2 separate regions of the Mus musculus genome follow, and region 1 is linked to region 2. The links are chromatin contacts, called in public HiChIP or PLAC-seq maps. All regions are on one chromosome and are shown on one strand. The core of a region is the stretch at or near the end of the contact, and the rest is flanking DNA. Distances in the headings are between cores, read along the strand shown. Region 1 overlaps Zfpm1 (zinc finger protein, multitype 1). Region 2 overlaps Car5a (carbonic anhydrase 5a, mitochondrial).

Region 1 (3,725 bases), core at 362-2,861, 390 kb after region 2:
TTTCTCTAAATAAGATCACTCTCACAATTCTGGTGACATCTGTGAAGCCACCATTCTGCCCAGTCCATAGAGACTGGGACAGTCAGGAGTGTCATTTGGCTCAGTCACCAGGCCCAGTCTAGGTTTGCTCTTGGCTTTGTGGGGGCCTGAGCCCCCTTCTTCTCCATCTTTGGTTTCCCCGTCAGCTAAGGGAGAAGCTTAAAAAATATCCTAGGCTCCCACCCCTCCTCAGGCTCCTCCATCTGCTCCTGAGCTGCAGCAGCTATGGCCTCAGACCTGCCTGCAGCTAGCTCCATCTTTGGGCCCCAAAGCCACCCTGAGGTAAAAGGCTGGGGCCAGGAGGTGAGCAGCAGGGCCCACCCTACACAGAGGGATGGCTGGCAGGGATGGCATGAGCCATGCGCCTGTGACTCTCCCCGCAGGTGATCTCTGCCCTCATTTCTCTGCCTGAGATGGCCAGCATCGTCCTTGCTCTCCTCCCAACACGAAATGCAGTTAACATGAACCCAAGCTCACTCTTGCTGGTCCCTTGTCCCCTGTTGTCCCTGGCCCTTCAAAGGCCCTGCTCCTTCCCCTTTACTATGTACTGTGTCTCTAGCCCTTGGCACAGAGCTGGCCTTCAGGGACTGAGGGGCGAGTACATGGATGAGCAGTGACAGTGGGGTGGGCAGAGCTTCTTAGACTTTGGTTCTAATCCTGTGTACACAGCGTGTATTCTCGGTGAGCCTCAACCCTACACCTATGAAGTGGGCGATGGGCATCTGGGGAAAAGAGAGGAGCCATAGGCTGTTATCACTGTGGAAGGAGGGTGGATCAGCAGGAGAGAGGGCCTAATTAGAGTCACCCTGTGACCACAGGCCCCAGCACTAGTCCCCAGCATATGGGGACCTGAAGCCCAGGCAGCAGTGTGGGATACCATTTTTGGAGCAAGCTGCCCACCTGAGAGGGCTCACCTTCCCTGAAAACGGCTTTATGAGCAGCAAGATTTGGGAACAGCCGCAGATAAAGTCGTCTCAGAGATGGTTTCTGATGGTTTCTGATGGTTATCAGCCCGCAGAGTCGGACACTGACCTCTTTGTTGGGGGAACAGGAGCAGGCTCAGATCCACAGGAGAATTTAAAGTGGCTGATGTCATCCAGGGCTGGGGGGAGGGAGAGTTGGAGCCAGGAGGGAGAGACAAATGATGGCTGGAGGGGCAGCGAGTGGGACAGATGCCAGGGCTCTTCTCTGACCTAGACACACCTGAACAGAGGAGCCGGGGGCCGGGAGCTGAACTCCTCCTCCGAGGCCTACCTGAGAGACCCAGACAGGGAGAAGAGTGACCACAAAGCCCTGTCCCAAGCCCCAACCTATCCTGATGCAGGGCAATGACATTCACACACACACACACACACACACACACACACACACACACACACACACACACACACGGAAACAGAGAAGGGACCTGCATGGAGGCGCAGGACCTCTGTTTTGGGGCAGCCAGGAACTCATGGCCCATTTCCCTGGGGACTTGATGTGCTGGACAGCAACCACTGCTCCCTCCTAGCACTGCTCCCCAAGGTTGCATGCACCCCATGCCACAGTGCTGCAAGGGGGTGCGGTATGGTGTTCCATGCACTGGGACTGCCACAGAAAGAGCAGCTTGTGCAGCGTCAGCAAAGTGGCGTGCGTGTGCGCGCTCGTGTTTTTATCATGCGGTGAACACGCTGCTCCGGAGAGCGATAAGCGTTAAACCGACCGCGAGGCTGTCAGTCTCAGTTTGAGGGTTTAGAAATATTGGGACGAATAATTAGATTTCATATCGTTACCACAGCACCCATCAGAGGATCAGGCAGATTAATTTTCTCACCCTCCTCCGCTCATTAATATTCATTAGAGTAGTGGAAGGCTGAGGCAGGGAGGGCCAGACCCAGCCACCTCACTGACAGCCATCTGCTGGGGCCAGGAACAGCTAGCCTGTGAGAGTCAGAGGCCCCCTGTGTGGCTGCCCACACCCGTCTGCTGCTTACTCTGTGCTATCCAACTGTGACCTTGAAAGCTCACCTACCCCCTGCATCCCTGGGAGCCACCTCCTGACGGAAGCCAGCCGATCTGAAGCAGGCTCTTGGGTAGAATGCACTCCCTCAGTGGACGTGTGGCAACTGCCAGCAAGGTCCAGGGTGCAAGGCAATACCTAGGTCCAGAGATGCCTTACTGTTCATGTTATCCTTCAAGCAGAGCATAAGTAAGCAGCCGTGGCCAGTATACACAGCTCTAGGGCTTCCTGTATCCTCACATTCATCTGTGCCCAGGGCAGAAAGGCCCACAGAGAAGGGCACAGCCTCCCTAGCCCCCAGCTCTCCCACCGCCCTGAGATGGTGGCAGGACAAGGAAGGGGATTCCTTCCCCTATCCTGACAGCAACTTTGTCATGTGGGCCTCACCGTGCTGGCATACAGGAAACTGAAGCCAGAGGTGCAGGTGTTACCTGCTAGGACTCCAGGGCTCCCCTTCAGAACCAGCTTATCTCCACTCCCTGCTCCATGGCAAGCCACGTGGCAGCAGGCAGGTGACGTGGAAGCCACCGGGCTGGGCTGTCATGACCTCATGGGTCACTGGGAGTTCCCAGCTAGTAGGCCTTATCTTGTTGGCTCTGTATATGCCATGTGAATGCGATCTGTAAAGAGTTGGTCCACAGGGGTCACAGGAGAAAGGTCAGACCTGAACCCTGACGTTTGGCCCCAGAGCCTATGTGGGCATCACACACAAGGGGACCCAGGAGTGCCAAGCACTGTCCTGGCAGTTCCCCTTACAGTCAGCAGCCTGTTTCTCCTCCTGTTCCAGCCTGTTGGTCATCTTCCTTACCCAGTGAGCTCATTGCCATGACCACCGCAGCGGTTCTTAGGAGCCGGGAGTGAGCAGGGGCTCTAAGCTTTGGGTTAAGAGTTCCTGGGGTGCAGGTTTCTGAGTGAAAGGCATTTATTTGAATCAAACAGCGAATGGCCGACAGGATGATACACAGGCCTGCTCTGCCTTTACACATAGTGCCCGAGTGGCTTAGTCCAGGGGCTAAGTAAGCTCAGCGAACAGGGAGGTGCCCAAGTGGCAGCAGTCACCCACCCCACCCTCCAAGGATAGACAGGACTGGGCCTCTGCTGTCCCTGCCTTCCACTGGCTGTGTCTCATCCTCCACCGGAGACCAAATCCCAGCCCAGCCTTCCAGCCTGGGCTGCACAGAGACATGGCCACGTACACTTACTTCCTCTGCTGCTGGGCTGAGAGCCAGGGTGCAGGGGGCAGGAAGCAAGCAGCTTTGGTGGCCCTGGGGGGCTGAGCCCAGAGCTCTTCCCTTCCAGGTTCAGATGGAGCTGCAGAGGAAGTGTGTGGCACAGCCCTAGGCTGGAACTTCTAACCCCAACCCCCTCCCCTTTATTCTGTCTCAGTTCCCTGGCCCATATGATGGGGAAGAGGGCACAGAGCCTCAGCTACCCACTACCCCTCGCTCCCTGGCAACACAGCTGTCTTGGGTTGGGGCAGCCAATCTCAGGAGAAGGACAGTGCTCTCAATGAACGGACAGGGCCAAAAGTTCCACCCTGCACCAGAAAGGAAAGCTCTACTGTACAGAGACATGGGCTCGTGCTCTCCCTCTCTCCCTCTCTCCCTCTCTCCCTCCCTCTCTCCCTCTCTCCCTCCCTCCCTCCCTTTCTCAGTTCCTTGCAGGAATCTAGCAGTTGCGTGGTATG
Region 2 (3,833 bases), core at 1,015-3,514:
CATTTTAGAGTAAAGACAAACTAGGTTCGTGACTGTTTATGATTAAACCTCTGTTTTTCAAGGATTGGGCCGTGCCCCTCCTGTAGCCTTAACTACTAATGGTCCTGGGATGCCCTCTTCTGGTGGGTCTGAAGTCAGCTACAGTGTACTTAGGTATAATAATAAAATCTTTGGGTCAAAGCGAGCAGGGACTGAGCAAGCTGGGCAGACCGGAGTGTGAGCAGAGGTCCTAAAAATTCAGTTCCTAACAACCACATGAAGGCTCACAACCATCTCTACACCTACAGTTTACATATATATGAATTCTTTAAAAAAAGTTGTTTATAACCATCTTGCACCCCTACCTGTCAAAAGGTTATATAGCCCCTATGGTTGCATTGCTATGGCTACCTGATGTGATGGCCTTGTTTTGACCATCTCTTTCTGTGACCCTGTAGCCCCCTAATCCTGAGTTATAAAATTCTTATCTTCCTCTCATCCAGTGCTGACCTCTCAAACCCTGCTTTTAGGGGAAGGCAGCCTGTGTACAGGGATTTTTAAAAACTTGCTTTGATTAACAGCATGCTTTAGTTAAATTAGCCATGATGATTCAGGTTCGGGCTCTTTCCCATCTGTATTAGTTAGGGCTTTACTGCTGTGAACAGACACCATGACCAAGGCAAGTCTTATAAAAACAACATTTAATTGGGGCTGGCTTTCAGGTTCAGAGGTTCAGTCCATTATCATCAAGTTGGGATAATGGCAGCATCCAGTCAGGCATGGTGCAGGCAGAGCTGAGAGTTCTACAGTGGCACACCTACCTCAACAAGGCCACACCTCCAAATGGTGCCACTCCCTGGCCCAAGAACATACAAACCATCACACCCTCCATCTTTGGGACCGACACAGCACCTGAAACAGACACTGCTTCTCCCAGGGCAGGACCTTTCTGTAAGGACATTGGCAGACACGTCTTCAGAAAAATCGTGCATCAAGAGCCAGGCCTGGTGGCACACACCTGCCATCCCAGGTCTCAGGAGACTGAGGCAGAGGACATTTTGAGTTTTGAGTCTCATAGTGACTCCCAGTTGGTTTCAGTGAGTCCTAGTCAAAAGACCAAGAAAGACAAAGAAAAAAAGATGGAAGGAAGAAAGAAGGGAGCCAGCATCCCCTAGAAGAGGCTCTTCTGAGTACTTGTCTCTCCTTGGCTTTATGAAACATCTTGAATTCACCAATCTACACCTTCCTGGTCAGGCTCAGGGATCCATCCCTGGAGCCTTCTCTCTAATGGAGATGCCCTAGAAGGCATCCCACTTAGCTATGACCGTGGAGGGCTATCTTGGAGCTTGGGGTCTGTTGAGAGACACGGTAGAGACCAGAAAAATGAGGAAGGAGGCCTGGCTGCTGCTCTCCTTGCCTCATTTCCAGGTCACCTGTCCAGGCAGGAGCCTCCATTTGTCTGGTGCTTCCTCTTGGTTTGTTTTGTCAGGCAGGGCCTTTCTCTGACCTGCAACTGGTGACCCCTGGTGGACAGAAGTAAAATCTGAGAGCTCTAAGTTTACAAGCTGACCCTGGGAGTCAGGCCTGTGGTGGCCAGCAGCAGCAGTTTTGGACTTGGGCTCCTTTGGGATCTCTTGGCTTTGGTGGCGACTGTCAGTTGTCACCTAGAGGAGCAGAGGCCATGGTGGACTGTGAAAATATTCGGGGAAGTTTTACAGGCAAAGCCTGGGGGCTCTGGCAGCCCCCAGCAAGCTAGGCTCAGCCCCTCCTCCCTAAAATCCCACTTAAAGATATTTTCACAGATCATACAGAGAAAGGAACTGTTTTCAGTGTTGCCAACAACCACCCTTGGGACCTGACAGGAGGCTTGGGTTTAAATATGCAAAGAGTATAAATATGCAGAGACTCTGTGACCTACCCAGCAGTGACCTTCCACTGTCTCAGCTCATCTCTCTACAGGGGGGGAGGGGGAGAGTTTGGGGGGAGGCTGATGCCAGGATTCAGCCTTTCCCTTCCTGTGTGGAATTCCTGGGGAAAATATAATTCTCTGTTGTGCTTTGTTTCCACAGTCTGATGGCTGAAGCATCCCCTTCAGACTGTCTTCTTTCTTTCCAGGATTGTTACAGAGTAACTTCAGCGGCAGCTGTTCTCTGGGCATCACCAATACATAGTTGCTTGTACTGACTGAGTAGGTCTTAGTGACCACATCCACTGTGACCAGAGAAAGCCCACCCTGAGCTCTGGGCTAATGTCTGCTTCCTGCTTCTTGGCGGTCCCTCTAGTGGACAGCATCACAAGGGCATGCAGCCAGCACTTGGCTGGGACCACAGCAGGCGAAGAAGAGGTCCTCTGCTGAATGCTTAATCCTTTGGCAGGGTTCCAGGTACCCAGGTTTTCAATGCCTCCTTTCAGTTCCGTGGAGCCAGCCTGCGACTTCAGTAACAAAGGAGACTGACGGTCTGGCTGATCTTACACCATCCACCGGTGAGTAGAGTAATACTCTCTCGGATACACACACTCTCTGCTGCCCATGGCCCAGTTTGCTGCTTGGAGCATCATTTCATGCTCCCCCCAATCTCATCCCTATCCCCAGGAAAGAAGATGAGCCACCTGCAAGTGTGAAACTTACATGGTGAGCTGGCTCACGTGGGGCTCAGCAGTGCTGAGCCTCCGGGCCTGGCTGCTATGTCCGGGGTGGCTCCCCTTCATCCCTCTGTCCTCTGCTTCCATCTGTTTCTCTCCACCATCTCTCTGCTGCCCCCCCCCCCAGGCCTTTGGATTGGTGGTCTTCAGCCATTTGAATGTAGTACCTGCCTCTGCAGTTCATCCCTCTAACAATCTACAAGAGACTGCATCCCTTACCTCCTGGAAGGCTTCCTCTGCCTTCTCTGACTTCCTGGGCAACTGTCTGATGCCTCCTGATGGTTTGTGACTACAGTTGCTGGCACTTGGCAAAACAGAGACCCAAACAATCACACTTTCCATAAAACTGCCTCCACACCCCGTGCCTCCCATCCACTTAGGTACCTCAGGAGACGGACACTTCTGCTCTTTCTTTTCCATCCAGTTTTCCTTTTCTTTTCTTTATTTGTTTTAAGTGGAAGGTTCATTTCCTCATTCTGGCTGGAAACTTTTCTGTGGTGTCTTGCCCTCCACCCCCCCCCCCCTTGGCGTTTTCCATCCTCTGCTCCTGATTTCCGATGGACTCAAATGGAAGGGACAGAAAAATGTAGAAAGCGAGCCAGGCGAGGAGGGAAGGCGCAGGATGGATACAGTGAAAGCAGACTGGCCCGGGCCGATGCGAGCCAAGGATGCGCTGTTAGTTTATGTGATGGAAGACACCCAGATGGTTCTTTCCATCTGTCTGCGCAGGGTGGGGAGCATCCTTTTGATCCAGATGAGGAAGGTGGTGACGCCAGGGGTGGGGTCAGGCTGAGGTCAAACTGGAAGGCTGCTGTCCACCCACAGTGCAAGGCTGCGGGCCTTGGAGCAATCAAGTTATGGATGAGCCAAGGTCAGCGGGGTTAAGAGAGTGAGGATCCCTAACAGTCGGCTTTCTCTCCCCAGCCACACTTCTGGGAGCCAGGCCTCGATGTCCCGTGAGAGGATACTTTCCCCTCTCTCGTGCACATTTTGCTTCAAGTCAGGGTCACCCTTAGGTTGGCTGCACACTGGTGGGAACTGCTGTGCTTGGCCATCAGCAGTGGAACATGGAGCCATCACCAGAGCCAGGACTATTGACAGACCTCTCTTCTCCCAGGGTTCTTTTGGGAGGTGGCGCCAACCAGAGGCCACCCCATTTTGTTACCTCTAGGAAATCCACCCAGGGAGTCATTTGTCACCCTGGACCCTGC

The links. HiChIP or PLAC-seq counts read pairs in DNA pulled down with a chosen protein or histone mark.
Region 1: an H3K27ac HiChIP or PLAC-seq map of oligodendrocyte precursor cells shows a contact between it and region 2, with 4 times the contacts expected there. The contact joins two enhancer-like sites. A contact is called at or near these places in 3 of 39 promoter capture datasets (the 3T3-L1 cell line, frontonasal cranial neural crest and hippocampal neurons), 6 of 484 Hi-C or Micro-C datasets (the N1E-115 cell line, bone marrow-derived macrophages, cortical neurons and 1 more), 13 of 115 datasets of contacts at active chromatin or transcription factors (SST interneurons, bone marrow-derived macrophages, effector CD8 T cells and 7 more) and 2 of 9 other capture datasets (embryonic stem cells and pancreatic islet).

What each region holds. Positions count from the first base shown.
Region 1 is chr8:122,328,075-122,331,799 of GRCm38.p6, forward strand. The region is part of intron 4 of Zfpm1 (zinc finger protein, multitype 1); the gene reads left to right. Among named protein-coding and RNA genes, the nearest start is that of Gm46056, 15 kb to the right of the region's middle. RefSeq lists an enhancer at 1,597-1,887. Within about 2 kb of position 1,612, at least 29 of the 459 cell types and tissues checked have an H3K27ac peak or open chromatin away from gene starts, as enhancers often do. A contact at or near this core is called in the N1E-115 cell line and oligodendrocyte precursor cells, where this site is marked.
Region 2 is chr8:121,933,212-121,937,044 of GRCm38.p6, forward strand. All of the region lies in intron 2 of Car5a (carbonic anhydrase 5a, mitochondrial), which reads right to left. Among named protein-coding and RNA genes, the nearest start is that of Car5a, 9.8 kb to the right of the region's middle. Within about 2 kb of position 2,265, at least 72 of the 459 cell types and tissues checked have an H3K27ac peak or open chromatin away from gene starts, as enhancers often do. A contact at or near this core is called in the N1E-115 cell line and oligodendrocyte precursor cells, where this site is marked.